3 separate regions of the Mus musculus genome follow, and all the other regions are linked to region 3. Evidence: chromatin contacts called from public promoter capture Hi-C data. All regions are on one chromosome and are shown on one strand. Each heading gives the region's core, a stretch centred on a gene start, on an enhancer-like site or on the middle of the called end of the contact. The rest is flanking DNA. Distances are from core to core; before and after follow the strand shown.

The links. Promoter capture Hi-C pulls out the DNA fragments that hold promoters and counts their contacts.
Region 1: a promoter capture Hi-C map of neural stem cells shows a contact between it and region 3. The contact joins two enhancer-like sites. A contact is called at or near these places in 4 of 39 promoter capture datasets (the 3T3-L1 cell line, embryonic stem cells, liver and 1 more) and 1 of 115 datasets of contacts at active chromatin or transcription factors (embryonic stem cells).
Region 2: a contact with region 3 is called in a promoter capture Hi-C map of neural stem cells. The contact joins the promoter of Slc35f1 here to the enhancer-like site in region 3. A contact is called at or near these places in 4 of 39 promoter capture datasets (3T3-L1-derived adipocytes, hippocampal neurons, liver and 1 more), 1 of 484 Hi-C or Micro-C datasets (stem cell-derived neural progenitor cells) and 5 of 115 datasets of contacts at active chromatin or transcription factors (astrocytes, embryonic forebrain, neural progenitor cells and 1 more).

Annotation. Positions count from the first base shown.
Region 1 is chr10:52,716,568-52,721,156 of GRCm38.p6, reverse strand. The region is part of intron 1 of Slc35f1 (solute carrier family 35, member F1); the gene reads right to left. Among named protein-coding and RNA genes, the nearest start is that of Slc35f1, 28 kb to the right of the region's middle. Within about 2 kb of position 2,731, at least 3 of the 459 cell types and tissues checked have an H3K27ac peak or open chromatin away from gene starts, as enhancers often do. A contact at or near this core is called in neural stem cells, where this site is marked.
Region 2 is chr10:52,687,939-52,692,589 of GRCm38.p6, reverse strand. It overlaps Slc35f1 (solute carrier family 35, member F1), which reads right to left and starts at 2,089. Exons shown (of 8, transcript NM_178675.4): 1 at 1,421-2,089. The coding sequence starts at 1,593.
Region 3 is chr10:52,903,102-52,907,413 of GRCm38.p6, reverse strand. All of the region lies in intron 1 of Slc35f1 (solute carrier family 35, member F1), which reads right to left. Among named protein-coding and RNA genes, the nearest start is that of Gm40647, 100 kb to the right of the region's middle. Within about 2 kb of position 2,168, at least 6 of the 459 cell types and tissues checked have an H3K27ac peak or open chromatin away from gene starts, as enhancers often do. A contact at or near this core is called in neural progenitor cells and neural stem cells, where this site is marked.

The DNA.
Region 1 (4,589 bases), core at 1,482-3,981, 190 kb after region 3:
TGTTATTAAGTACTATTCCAATTATTGTTGCAACATATATCTAAGTTTTAGATGTTTCTCTGATCAACATTTATATGACTTTATTGCTTTAAAAGTGAGTGGAAAGTATTATAGGCATAGTGAAGAGTAAAAGTGAGAACATTAGGAAAGAAATAAGAGAGAAAGGAGAACCATTACTGTTGACCCTTTGTGTGAGATTTTTCATGACATCTATAAGACAGTAGCCCATTATGTTGTTCTGACTGGGACAAAGATGTTTTTTTGAATCCCTGTATTTAAAAGATTCGAGAAGAAGGCTAGAAGAGGCCAGTAGGGAAAGGAGAACTTGGAAACTTAAAAACTTAGAAATTTTTAACATGAGGTTGAAAGTTTCAGTCCCTTAATGAGTCTTCTCAAATATCAGAGCAACAGTAAGGAATGCCACTTGTAATTCCTGATGGCCAATTTTATATTCACACATTTTATTGTCCTATCACATTTATGAAAAAGTTGACACACCTCACCCAAAGGCACGACTCAAAATGGATCAAGTTGAGAATAGAGACACAGAAGGCAAAACCACTCACCAAATGGGAAAACATGTGAACACATAGAGACAATATACCTCAACAATCCCCACTGTCCCATGTTTCTGTGTGTTTACTCTAAGCCATGGAACTACTATGTTCATATGAAATCAGTTAATAAGCTTTCCTACCTGTATATTTACTCCATGTATCAGTGTACTTTAAGGTACAATTAAAGGTGGTGTGAGTTTTCTAAGTGCCTAGATCACCTGGCCTCTCAGAATCAGTTCTGTTATGGGCGAGGGCACACACTGCTTTCGCTCTGAGTCCACCCAGAATGCTGAGGTGCTTCTTCCCGTCTACCAACAATGAGATGTTTGTACCACATAATGAAGAAAATATACCCAAGGGCTTGGTCAGTGCTTCTAAGTTAGATAAAATTTCATTTCCACAAGGATTTCATATATGTCAGTATAGATACTGTACAATCTAAAATGCTTGACAATTAATAGACACAAGAGAGGGTGAGTTCAGAAGGAAAGATCTCACTTTGAACCTCATTTATGACTGAAATAATCACTATGACACCAGTTTTCTCAACTGCTTAAATAAAATTTTAAGGTAACTTGTAAGGCAATAGTTTACATTTAGTAAACAATTATTAGTAGATGGCCACTTTGCAGATTAAATGTGATGTACCACATGGTGACCAGGACTGATAGCTGGAAGAAGTAATTCAACCTCACTCTATCCACTGGCAGCAAGGTTAGTACAACCTGTGAACTATGAAAGAGAAGTCATAGTGACTAATTCACTCCTTAGTGATAGATATTTAAAACTGTATACTTAGACATTAAGCTGGGAGGTAGGAATCCAGTATTCATGGAGACTAAACAGAACCTAAATTGGACACACTACAGTTACAATTGGTCTTGAATGAAGTTGTTACAATTGCACTACTCAAGGTTAGAAATTCTAGGCAGTAACTATACCAAAATAATGAGAAATTCCTCCCTAGGTTGAGATTTTCTAACACAAAAGAATACTAAGAACAAAAGGTATGATCTGCCAGAGAGAAAAACTCATTCCAGTAAAAGAAGAGGAATGCTCACTTGGTGTGTGATTTGTGTACAAGTTCCTTGAGAGCTGTAAAGATGGTTGTTTTATGTTAGAAGGACCTACTATGTTAAACTAGTATACTAAACTGCATGAGCGCAAATCAAAAGTGAAAATTTCTTATCTTTTTATATTTTGACATTAAATTTTGTTTTGTTGTACAGTTATCAGAAGTCATTTAAATGAAACTATTGAGTATTATGATATTTTATGCTTTTCTATTATGTACTTACCAAGAGAGAGAGAGAGAGAGAGAGAGAGAGAGAGAGAGAGAGAGAGAGAGAGAGAGAGAGAGAATGAGAACCACAACATATGTGTAGAAGTCAGGAAACTGGTTAGTTCATAATGTTGTTCCACCTGTAGGGTTGCAGATCCCTTTAGCTCCTTGAGTACTTTCTCTAGCTCCTCCATTGGGGGCCCTGTGATCCATCCAATAGCTGACTGTGAGCATCTACTTCTGTGTTTGCTAGGCCCCGGCATAGTCTCACAACTCTAGCTGCATATGTATCAAAAGATGGCCTAGTCGGCCATCACTGCAAAGAGAGGCCCATTGGACTTGCAAACTTTATATGCCCTAGTACAGGGGAACGCCAGGGCCAAAAAGGGGGAGTGGGTGGGTAGGGGATTGGGAGGGTGGGTATGGGGGACCTTTGGGATAGCATTGAAAATGTAAATGAGGAAAATACCTAATAATAATAATAATAATAATAATAATAAAGAAGTCAGGAAACAACTTATAGAAGTCAGTTCTCTCTAGTACGTAGGTTCAGGCATTGAACTTGGGCTGTCAAGAGCCTTTGGCAGCAAGTGCCTTCACCCACTGAACCATCTCTCCATTCCTCCTTATGTTTTATAGTTATATCTTAAAGAAAGTAACAAATTATAGATTGTATAACTGAGATGTGAATAATGCAGAATAATTTGAATGAGAATATTCCCCATAGTCTGCCCAGGCAGTCAGAACAGGAGCAAAGTCTCTATTCTTCCCATGAAAATGAAAACAGAGAAAAAGCATCCTTTTTTTTCTGAAAGTCTTTGTACACCAAGGTTCCCAGAGGGCAGTTCTGACTAGTGTTCTGGGCAATTTACATGGATTTATATTCTCCACTATTCTTTTTGGAAGGTGATTAATTGCTATGGCAACAATTACATCATAGGACATCTATGCTTACTCAGGGATAATGTGAGAATAGTATACACTCTCTCTTTCAAAAGTTTTTCAGAATAGTGGGAGTCCTTATACAGGGTGTTGTTTTTAAAGATGATTTGCCATTCTAAAATAATCCAACTTGGAGTATCTCATGGGGCTTACAATTGTTGGAAGAAATCAGGAAAACATAAAAAAATCTAAACACAGAATGTGTCTATTCATGAAGAAATGATTTAAGGTATAAGTACACAATAACTCTTGATAATATATAAATGTCTAAGAGACAGTATGGGTGAAAATTGAAAGGTGACTATTATTCATAATTAAAGAGTTGGTAAGCCATTGGCAACTTGTCCTAGTTATGAATCATGTCCATTTTAGCAGTATCAATACAAGTCTTTGTGCACTTTCAATCTATGAAGCACAAGAAGCAGAACAGCAAAATGTACTAAGCATCAGTTCTCAACCTGTGAACTGGGACCCCTTTGGGAGTCACCTAGCAGATACCTTGTACAACAGATAATTACATTATGATTCATAACAGTAGCAAAATTACAGTTATGAAGTAGCAACAAAATAATTTTTATGGTTGGAGGTCACCACAACGCAAGGAACCTTATTAAAGGGTTGAAATACTAGGAAGGTTGAGAACCACTGTCTTAGTGCTGTAGTATTTTAATAATATCACTGTGTAGGAAGAAGACACGGCTCAGTGGGTCACAGCACTTATTGCTCTTGCTGAGGACATCAGTTTGATTTCCAGCACCTACATAATGGCTCACAACAGTCTGTAACTCCAGTTCCAGAAGATTGGATGTCCACTTCTGGCCTCTGAGGGGACAAGGCATATCTGTAGTATACATACCGGTATTCAGACATGTATATCAACACACACAAAAAAAAATGTTATTACCAATTTTCTAAGCCATGTGCACAAGATTCTCAGCAAAGACACCAACGAAAGTAAAAAAAAAGGGGGGGGGGTTGGCTATGGGCAAAACACTGGCTTCTCTGGGAAAATCCTGAAATTCTCACCACACAAGTGTAGGCCTCTCCTGGATTAAAAAAATATTCTCCTTTTTTTTCTTAAGTAGACTTTTAGGGAATGAATATATATATATATATATATATATATATATACATATATACATATGTATATATAATCACTGCTGGTATGAACAAAAGTATCTTTATATATTTTTTAAATATTTATCTTATTTGTGTATGTGTGCGTGTGCGTGTGCGTGTGCGTGTGTGTGTGTGTGTGTGTGTGTGTGTGTATACTATGATTTCTCAGAGGCTGGAAGACAGTGTTGGATTTTCTGGAGCTAGAGTTAGAGGCATTTGTGAGCCATCTAATATTTTGGGAGATATAGTTTAGGTCCTCAGCAAGAGCATAAAACACTCTCTTAACCACTGAGCTGTCTCTCTAGCCCCAGAAGAGATGTTCTAGCCCGGTGTTGAATGCCTGAAATCCAAGAATTGAAAGGTTGGGGCATGAGGATTACCGTAAGTGGAAAGCAAACCTGGGATACATAATAAATGCCAGCCCAACCATGGCTGTAAAACAAGACCCTATCTCAGCCTTTCCTTAATCCCTCTACTAAAATGAGATTGCATTTGCCAGAAGCCTCTAGAAAAAAACATGGGTTAGCTCCAAGCTCTGACATATAAACACACACACATATGCTCATACAAAACACACACACACACACACACACACACACACACACACACACACACCAGCAGTGATCATAGAATCTAAAAAGGGTCCTTTTTCCGCATCTTCCCAAGACGTGTGTGACAGTTAAGATTGT
Region 2 (4,651 bases), core at 840-3,339, 210 kb after region 3:
GATAGCATTGGTGTTTTCTACTTTGATGAGAAAAATAATAATTTAATAGTTAAGACTGTATTCTGTTTAAAATATTGCGACTTTAAAATGGCAAGTATTCACAGAGTACACACACACTATCTTCCCTATTTCTTTTGCTTTTTATCATTTTAAAATCGTCTTTTTAAATGCGATATTTGGGGGTGTGTTAGCCAAAGCTACAAATGATAAGGTAAAAACTGGACTTTCTATTGCCAATTTATGTCTCACTGAAGAGTGAACTCTTGTTTGGTAGTAGAAATGCCTATAAATAAGTTATTGTTGATCATTAGATCGTAACAAGGAATTTTTGAATTGTATGCAACCATTCCCACCAAATAAAAATATTTTCAAGTTATTTCTTTACATATATTTGTACTCTCAGCAAAGCTTTATGACCCAAACAGTTTCAAGTGAGTGATCAGGGAATCACTGTTACCAGAAAACGGTACCACACAGAAACCTGTATGAATAATAAGATCGGAAGGGTTACCCTACAGAAACCCTGAAAACGACACACTCTCACAACTGGCTGTGTGGATTTTGTCTATCAGCTCGTCAATCATTTAAGTTAGTTAAGTAGCAAAACTCCCTTTCACATCAGAGCTGAATGAGGGTACTACAGGAAATTCTACTTTCTTGTCAATAGTACCCTCGTCCTAAAACATGTCTGTCCTTAATAACCCACTACGTAGATTCCAGCAGAGAGACCAGGGCAGTGTGAAGCAGAGTAACTAGGCACCTGATTCTCACACACCCTTCTAGCAAGATCTTGCACTTTGTTCAGGTCTGGCCCAGGCCTCTAGCCTCTTTTTCTTACTCCAAAAGCCATCAAGAGTCTGCACAGCGAGTGAAATGTCAGGCAGAAGTGTTTCCCCTTCTGTCTGGGGTTGGGGGTGGGGGTATCCTCACCTTATGCCCCTGGGGAGGGGAATCAGTGCCACCAGGGCGGAGCGAAAGACAGCGTGAGGTTGGCGACTTCCACGCCATCACCGCAGCCCGGGGCCTTCCCGCCTCCGCCCGGGCCATGTTGGGGTGGGGTGGGGGTGTCCCCAAAGCGCAAAGCTGGGATAAGAGTGCAAAGGGGAAGTGATACAACGTGAGGATGCGAGGCGTGAGCATGGACACACACAGGGCATCTGCAGGTAGAACAACCCCGCCTTTCTCCAACTCGCTCTCCGGACCTGCCTGCAGCCCGACCACTGGGGGATCCCAGCGTCAGGACAAAGCTGTCGCGGCCTCTCTGAGAGCGCAGGGAAAGAGAGCGAGCCCTGGCTCTCTCCCCTGGCTAGGACCCAGTGCCAAAGGACCTCGGGGACACGTCGGATGGGGAGAAAGGGGTCCGCGGGCTAGGCGCCTGCAGTGCCTGTCCCTGGTGTCCCCACTGGGAGCCTGTGCTCACCTGTTCAGCACTTTGCGGATCCTCTGGCGCATGCTAGCCCGGGAGGAGGCGGACAGGCTCACGCCGCCGCTGCCCTCAGCTGGCAGGTTCTCGATGGTGGTCACCACATGGTTCGGCGGGGCCGGTGGAGGTGGTGGCTGCAGTTGGGGCTGCGGAGGCTCGGGGGGAATCATCGCGGCGGAGGCGGAGGTGGATGGCTATCAGAACGCTGCCCCGCACATAGTGCGCGGGCTCCGGGCCCGGGAACAAGCAGAGGACCCGGCCAAGCGGCCCCGGCCCGGGGAGGCGGTGCCGCTTGCGAAGCGACGAAGCGGGAGACACCGGCGGGCTCCGGCCGCCTCCTCCCAGCCCAGTGCTCTCGGGTTGCTACCCAGTCCTGGCTGCACACCCTCTCTCCGGGCCGCTGCCACCTCCCGCCGGAGCTGCAACCAAGTCCTGGCACACCCCGCCAAGTGGCTGCAAAGGGGGTCGGCGGGGACCCGGAGCTGCCGGGTCCACTGCAAGGACCGTGCAGAGAGAGGAACGGGGCTGCCGGGTTTCGTCTTCTCTCCCAGTGCCTAGGGCTTGTCCTGGCTGTGGCAGTTGTGGTGGCGCCGCTTCAGCTGGCGCCGGGTTCGCTTAGAAAGCTGCCGTCTGTGTCTCACGGAGTGAGAAACCAAGAGTGAACCTGGAGCGCCGGGCGGGGGCGCCGCGCCGGCAGAGGGGGGTGGGGGTGGGATGAACGCTCTGCTCCCCGCCAGAGGGCGCTCCGGAGGTGCCTTGGTGTCCCCAACCCTCCTCCTGGCATCCAAAGAGGCCCCTGGTCTAGGATGCTGTGATTGGTGGTGGGTACTTTTGTCTTTTAAGTGCAGTAGTGGATACATCCTCCCTGTGAAATTGGGGAGGATTCCTCTTGCTTCTGCGGAGGCTCTGCAGAATCCAGCACCATGGGCCCGGGACAGAGGCACAACCCAGAGACAGTTTGTTGGTCCAGGCTACAAATTAAGCACCCTAAATATCACAACTATGCTCATCTAGAATGGACCTGGAGGAAAAAGGAAGTAAAACAGTTTCTCACTAAAAATGCATGCTGGGAATTGGGAAAAGCAAACTAAGTCATCCCAAAACAACTCCATTTAGGCAACAGAGCACTGTGGAAGGAAAGTGAAAATAACAGAGATCCTAGAAAGTTTTTTTTTTTTAAATTCTAGGACAAGGCTACTCCTGAGTTGCCCATGGCATTGTAAGAGTTAAATGAAGTAAATTACCCATCAAGAGGGCCTGATGGCTCCCTCAAGGTCCTCCAGCTGTCAAACAAATAACTTTGTTAGCTCCTGAAATCATAGCCCACTTTCTGCCCAATGGACCTTATCCCAGACATTCCTTATACCTATTGATCTGCATTTCAAATAGTTATTGACTCTGGAAATTTTTTCAGATGCCTCTTAATCTAGATTGCCTGGGCAAGGATCTTGCCACAAGAATGATATGCATTTAAGTTTTGCCCACTTCACTGCAGAATAGGGAATTGATCCTATTGAGTAAGTTTAACAGGTATATTTGTTCACACGAAAGCACATTGATACTGCCACTAAATCCAAATGCTCTAAAGACTAGCAAATGAAAACATCTGTTTAGGATGTTCAGAGAAAAATAACATTCAAAAGTAGACGATGTATTCTCAAAACAGGGAAAAGAGGGACAAAAGAGCAGTGGGTGGGACAAAAAGAAGCCAGTCCTTTGTATCATAATAGGGGTTCTTGTCATTAAAAAAATTGGATAGACAGAAATGTACAAAACTTCTCCTGTCTATATTTAAGTATCTGTCAAACCCAGTTTCTACCTGAACTGTCCCCAGGGCCCCTTTCTACAAAATTCTACCCAGCTTGGAACACTTTCCATTTTATAATTAGAACATCACCCCATGCCTTCTTTAGTGACTTTTCATTCTAGAATATTCACCCCAGATTTTCAGGACAGGTGAAAGAATTACTACAAACAAGAACAAGGCTTGTAACCTTGGGAATATTAAAATTCCAATAGATTGCAATGAGTTTGCCCTTGGGAAATGACCAAATATAGCAGACATGAGTAAAATTCACTTCAGCTGGACCTGGCAGCAAATCTCAGTAAGAATATCTCTATTAAAAGAGCATTCATTGTCATTTCAAGTGTCTCCCTTAAATGACTGGTTGCTTCAGTGCCCTCCTCCTCATGTTTGGCTAGATTCCTTTTGAGTGTTTTTGGCATATTGCTACTCAATCCTTTGACTGCACTTCTGAGCCTGCATGTATATGTATATATATATATATATGATCATTTTTCCAGAAGAACTGCAAAATCCAAATGTTCTAAATATCCAGTGAGTCAAGAAGGGAGAAAACACGGATGAGGAAATAGGATATGGGCTGGTACTGGCGAGTTTATGTCAACTCAACACGTGAGTTACCCTAGGGGAAGGACCTTCAAATAAGAAAATACCCTCATAACATTGGGCATACAAGCCTGTAGAGCATTTTCTTAATTAGTGGTTAATGTGGGAGGGCCTGACCCATTGTGGGTGTGTTACCTGTTGGCTGGTGGTCCTGCGATTTACAAGACAGCAAGCCGAGCAAGCCATGAAGATCAACTCAGTAAGCATGACCCCTACATGGCCTCTGTGTTAGCCCCTGCTTCCAGGCTCCTGCCCTGTTTAAGCCCCTACCTTGACTTCCTTCCATGATAGACAATAATGTGGAATTCTAAGCCAAATAAACTCTTTCCTCTGCTTTTGGTCATGGTGTTTCATCATAGCAATAGTAACCCTAACTAGTTCAAGGTATAAAATTCTAATCCTGCTGGTGAGAAAAGACCTTGGATTATCTCATATCATAGATGGGTGGAACCTCTTAGATTCTGTGTTCCACACTTAGCTCTTAAATAGCTAAGTGCTATGTAAAGGTAAAAACAGATGCCAAGGGTACAAATACCATAGCAGTAAGTCTGACATGGAATTAAAGTGAAAAGATACAGAAAACTTGTCTTCCTTCTTCCCTGATACACAACCACTGCTTTCTCTGTCTCAAATCAATTCTCCAAAACTTCTTAACAAATTGGGGTAGGGGTGAGAATAAAATTTAACTTAGTGGTGGCTTCCTGCATATCCAGTCTATAGCCCATTCAGGAATTTTTCCTCCTGTACATCATCTGAGCAGAGTTCTGAAGACCCTGTTGAATACCTGAAGGAAGCAGAAGTTGGCTATTAGCTCACCT
Region 3 (4,312 bases), core at 919-3,418:
ACTCATCCAATGTCCTCATATTTGATGAGGAAATTTCTAAAATAAAGTCTTCTTACATTATTTCTTGCACATCTATTAGACACTGTCCTGTAATTGACCGTGGATGATCATTAGTTTAGCTGTACCATATGTCAATTGTTTGTTAACTAGGTAAAGATAATTCCTCTGATTTCACTGTTTTGCTATTCATTATATCCATAATTTCAAACATTAAAGTAAGGACTTCCTGTCTTTGATTGTCTTCTTTCTCTCAGAATGGGTTTGGTGTATTTGCAGCAAGTCCTGTTGACTCATTCTCAGAGCCTCTTACAAATCTGTAAGCCATTCTTCACTACAGTGTCAGTCCATGCTGCTAGCTTCCAGATCTACATTCTTGGTCCACAGTCCCTTTCAATTCATGTATATGGCAGCTAAAGGATCTTAAAAAAAACAAAACAAAAAAAGTAAAGTACCTTACATAAGAATAATGCAACTTTATACGCCCCAGTACAGGGGAACACCAGAGCCAAGAAGTGGGAGTGGGTGGGTAGGGGAGCAGGGAGGGGGGAGGGTATAGAGGACTTTTGGGATAGCATTTGAAATGTAAGTGAAGAAAATACCTAATAAGAAATTGGAAAAAGGAAAAAAAAAAAAAGAATAATGCTTCTCTTAGAACTGTTGGAATTTACAGTTTTTTCTATCTTCTCACACTGACTGCAGCCATTTTGGTTCCTGGAAATTTTCTTGTTGCTCCTTCCAGTGCTCTGGTGCTCAGTATTCCACACACATACCCCTAATACAATACTTGTAGCTCCCCTTAGAGATGCCTCATCTTGTCTTCAACCTAACTAGAGACCGGCCATCTTTCCTCTCTAGTACTGCTTCCAGTGATTTCTCTAAGGTTCTTATGCCTACCTAACACTGTGAGGTTTCTTTATTGCTTACTTATTCACTATCAGTCATCCCAAGGAGACACTCACAGCTCAGACGTCAGAGGTCAAGCAGCTGTAATTCACCCTGCCTCCAATCTTGCTTTCACATGGGAAAAACTAATGAATATCTCAATAGATCAACAACAACCTGTAAAAATCCTAAATAGCAAGCCATGAGTATTGAAATATTACTTGTTTATTCTCATGAAATACCCAAAGTTAAAACTCTGAAACCCTTAAGATAAAAATCTCAAATGTACTCAAATGCAGAATTTATGCAGCACATTATATTTGAAATACCCTGAATGAGTTCATCTAATTCTAAGAGAGAAAGAAAGTAAAGTTAGCTGGGCGTGGTGGCACACTCCTTTAATTTCAGCACTTGGGAGGCACAGGCAGGCAGATTTCTGAATTCAAGGCCAGCCTGGTCTACAAAGTGAGTTCCAGGACAGCCAGGGCTACACAGAGAAACCATGTCTCGAAAAACATAAATCAATCAATCAATCAATCAATCAATCAATCTAAATCCTCCTTTAGCTGATGATACATAAGGCCCCTCCAAAAGTCCCTCCCAGGGAAGGGTGTAGTGGTGCCACTGCTTTGAAGGCTTAAGCGCCAACTGTTTTACATCTCAGGAAAGGTTTCTATTGTATATATTCTGAATAATATGTTTTCTGTGATATAGAATTGAACCTAATGCCTTATACATGCTAAGTAGGGGCTAAAGCCCTCTGAGCTCTGGGCTTGCCCCCAATTTAATTAATATGGGGTACTACAAAAATTTGCATGTCATCCTTCTATCCAAGCAATGCTAACCTTCCCTGAAAGATTTCATTTTTAGTCTATGTGCTGCTGAAGCAAACACAGAATTCATTTTGTAAAAACTGTCTTACCCAATGTCACTTTTTGTTGGATTTAAATTTGAATTTTTATTAGTTTATATATTGACAAATTGTCGTTATACATATTCATGGACTATAAAATGATATTTGATCTGTTACCCTGGTATCTATTTTTTTGTGTGTGATGAGAACACTTGAAATCTCTTCTCAGTGATACTGAAATGCACACTACTCAAACCTTTGTTCTGTTTATCAAGAAGTATATTTGCTCTCAAAAATTAAAATCATTCTTCTTCCTTCTGCCCAGCAAATCCTGTATCATGTTTTAACTCTGCTAAGGTTTCCATGGGAAAACACCAGCATGAATATCTAGTGCCCTAGGAACCAAGCCAAATGAACTAGGAAGGGAAAGAAAAGCAATTATCCATGGGCAGTAACCCAAGAGCTACTCCAGGACCCTGGGACTTGCCAGGCCTCTCCTCCATCACCAAGCTGGCCAACTGACAATGGGCATTAATGATATTAACAAGGTCATGTGTTGAATGTGCTTTTCTTCCAAATCTCATCAACTCCCAGGTGTCACCTGGCTTGGCTTGCTTCACCTCGGGTGCACTGGGAAAGACCTCATCTTGGAAACAGGCATCGACAGATCCAGCATGGGGTCTGACATACAAGGCTGTCTGCCTACTGTGTATCTGGGAAATTTCTTATACTTTGTGAATGCTAACAAAGAAGACAATTCTTGGGCGAGGCATGAAGCTGATTCCCCAAGAAAATTCTCAGGACGCTTTCTCACAAATAGTCAGGGACAATCATAGTCTAGTGTTTGCTCTTTTTAAAGCTTTTCTTAAAACATAATTTACTCATTTTCATCTTGCAAAAAAAATCACTGGATAACTATGTCTCATTATAAAAGCATACTGCATTGACAGCATATAACCAAAGACACATAAATGAAGACAAAAATATTTTTTTGCTATTTTGTGTATATAATTGGTAACTTTTCTCGAGTAATTGTGTAACCTAGGATGAAGGGGAAGGTGAGACAGCCTTGCATCATAGCAATAGATTTTACCCAGTAGCATTAAATCAGAAAAATTTGAAGGCCAAATGTTGAAACACCATTTTCTTCTCCTTTTCTGTAATTAAATGGGTTCTTGGTTTTTCTTTTAATACATAGGCTTATTCCTTCAAGCAATCATTTATCCATCTAATTATCTGAAAATAGAAATGTGTGGACATGGTCATATTCAGGGATATAGAATTATTAGAAATCAATCATTTCTTTGCATCTGATTTCAAACTTATTGAGATCTATTTAATTATAATTTACTCATTTTGGCACAATTTTTTCCTGCATATTGTGGAAAAGAATGAGTTGTAGAAAAGAACAGACCAAAAACCAAAGAATTGTATTTATCATTGTAACTGCTGGCCACTTTTATTGTTTAGGTTTATAGTTATACCTTAACATTTTTCTGGGTTGTTCTGGATATAAAATTTGAAAATATATGCTTGAATTCTACTCAAGTTTTGTAAACAAGGTAATGAGGCTTTTATGGGATTTCAGGTGTTTATGACAGGAGACCTAAGGTATCACTTGAAGCTAGTCACATGGCTTGGGTCAGACTCAATGACAAGAGCAAAGACCAGTCAAATAGAAGAAGTCAGAGACCATGGAGACTCCATCTTCCAGGATATTATTTACTATAATGGTTTATATCTTGTTCTTCCCTCTCTAAAAAGAGATGGGGATGTAAGAACCCAGAACTGTAGAAAAGTCTCTTAGACTCCCAACCCAGAGAGCAGAGTTCGCATGAAGAAAATTGTCACCAGAACTTCCATCATTTTATCCTATAAACTAATTCACTTAACATTAACACCCCTAGCCTCTGGGATCATAGGGTAATTATACAGCAATGTAAGAGCACGAGATTCTAAGAGATTGGATGACCTCAAAAATCAAATTGTCAAACCTCTTCATTTGAAAGCTGAAGAAAATAAAAGTTAAAGTGGCTAGATGAAAAGCTCAAGGTCACAACTTGCTAGTGGCTTTGCTAGTCCTGGGTTCCCGTCATTCTATCTTGTAGTTCAGAAACCATCCCCTGGTGTATTCCTGAGTTCTGAGGATTTGAGAACAAAAGACATACCCTAGGATCACAAATTCCTCAGGAGATAGATAAATTCTTCTAGAAAGTCGTTACTTTTGTGTTCTTTGAATGTGCTTGAGATTCAATTTCAGAAGCCAGTTCGCTGTGCATAGGACCAAATGACGGTGGCATCCTTGTCCAACAATGCTTACCCTGAGCCCACTGAGCAGGTTCCTGAAGGTCCTGTCACTCAGCCGATCTAAGTAGAAATGCCACAAGATTTCCATTTGGTGTAGCTTCCAGAACCTCTCATGGGCACAAAAGCAAATAAGCAAGTTGTTTTTAGAGAAGAGTCCGTGTATTGCTGAGAGAAGAGAGCTTCCTGTGTACTCTATGCCTCCATTCAGAAGTGTTTTCTATGGTAAGCACAAGTCTCTATGACCCTTATTAGGGAAAACCAAGGATTGTA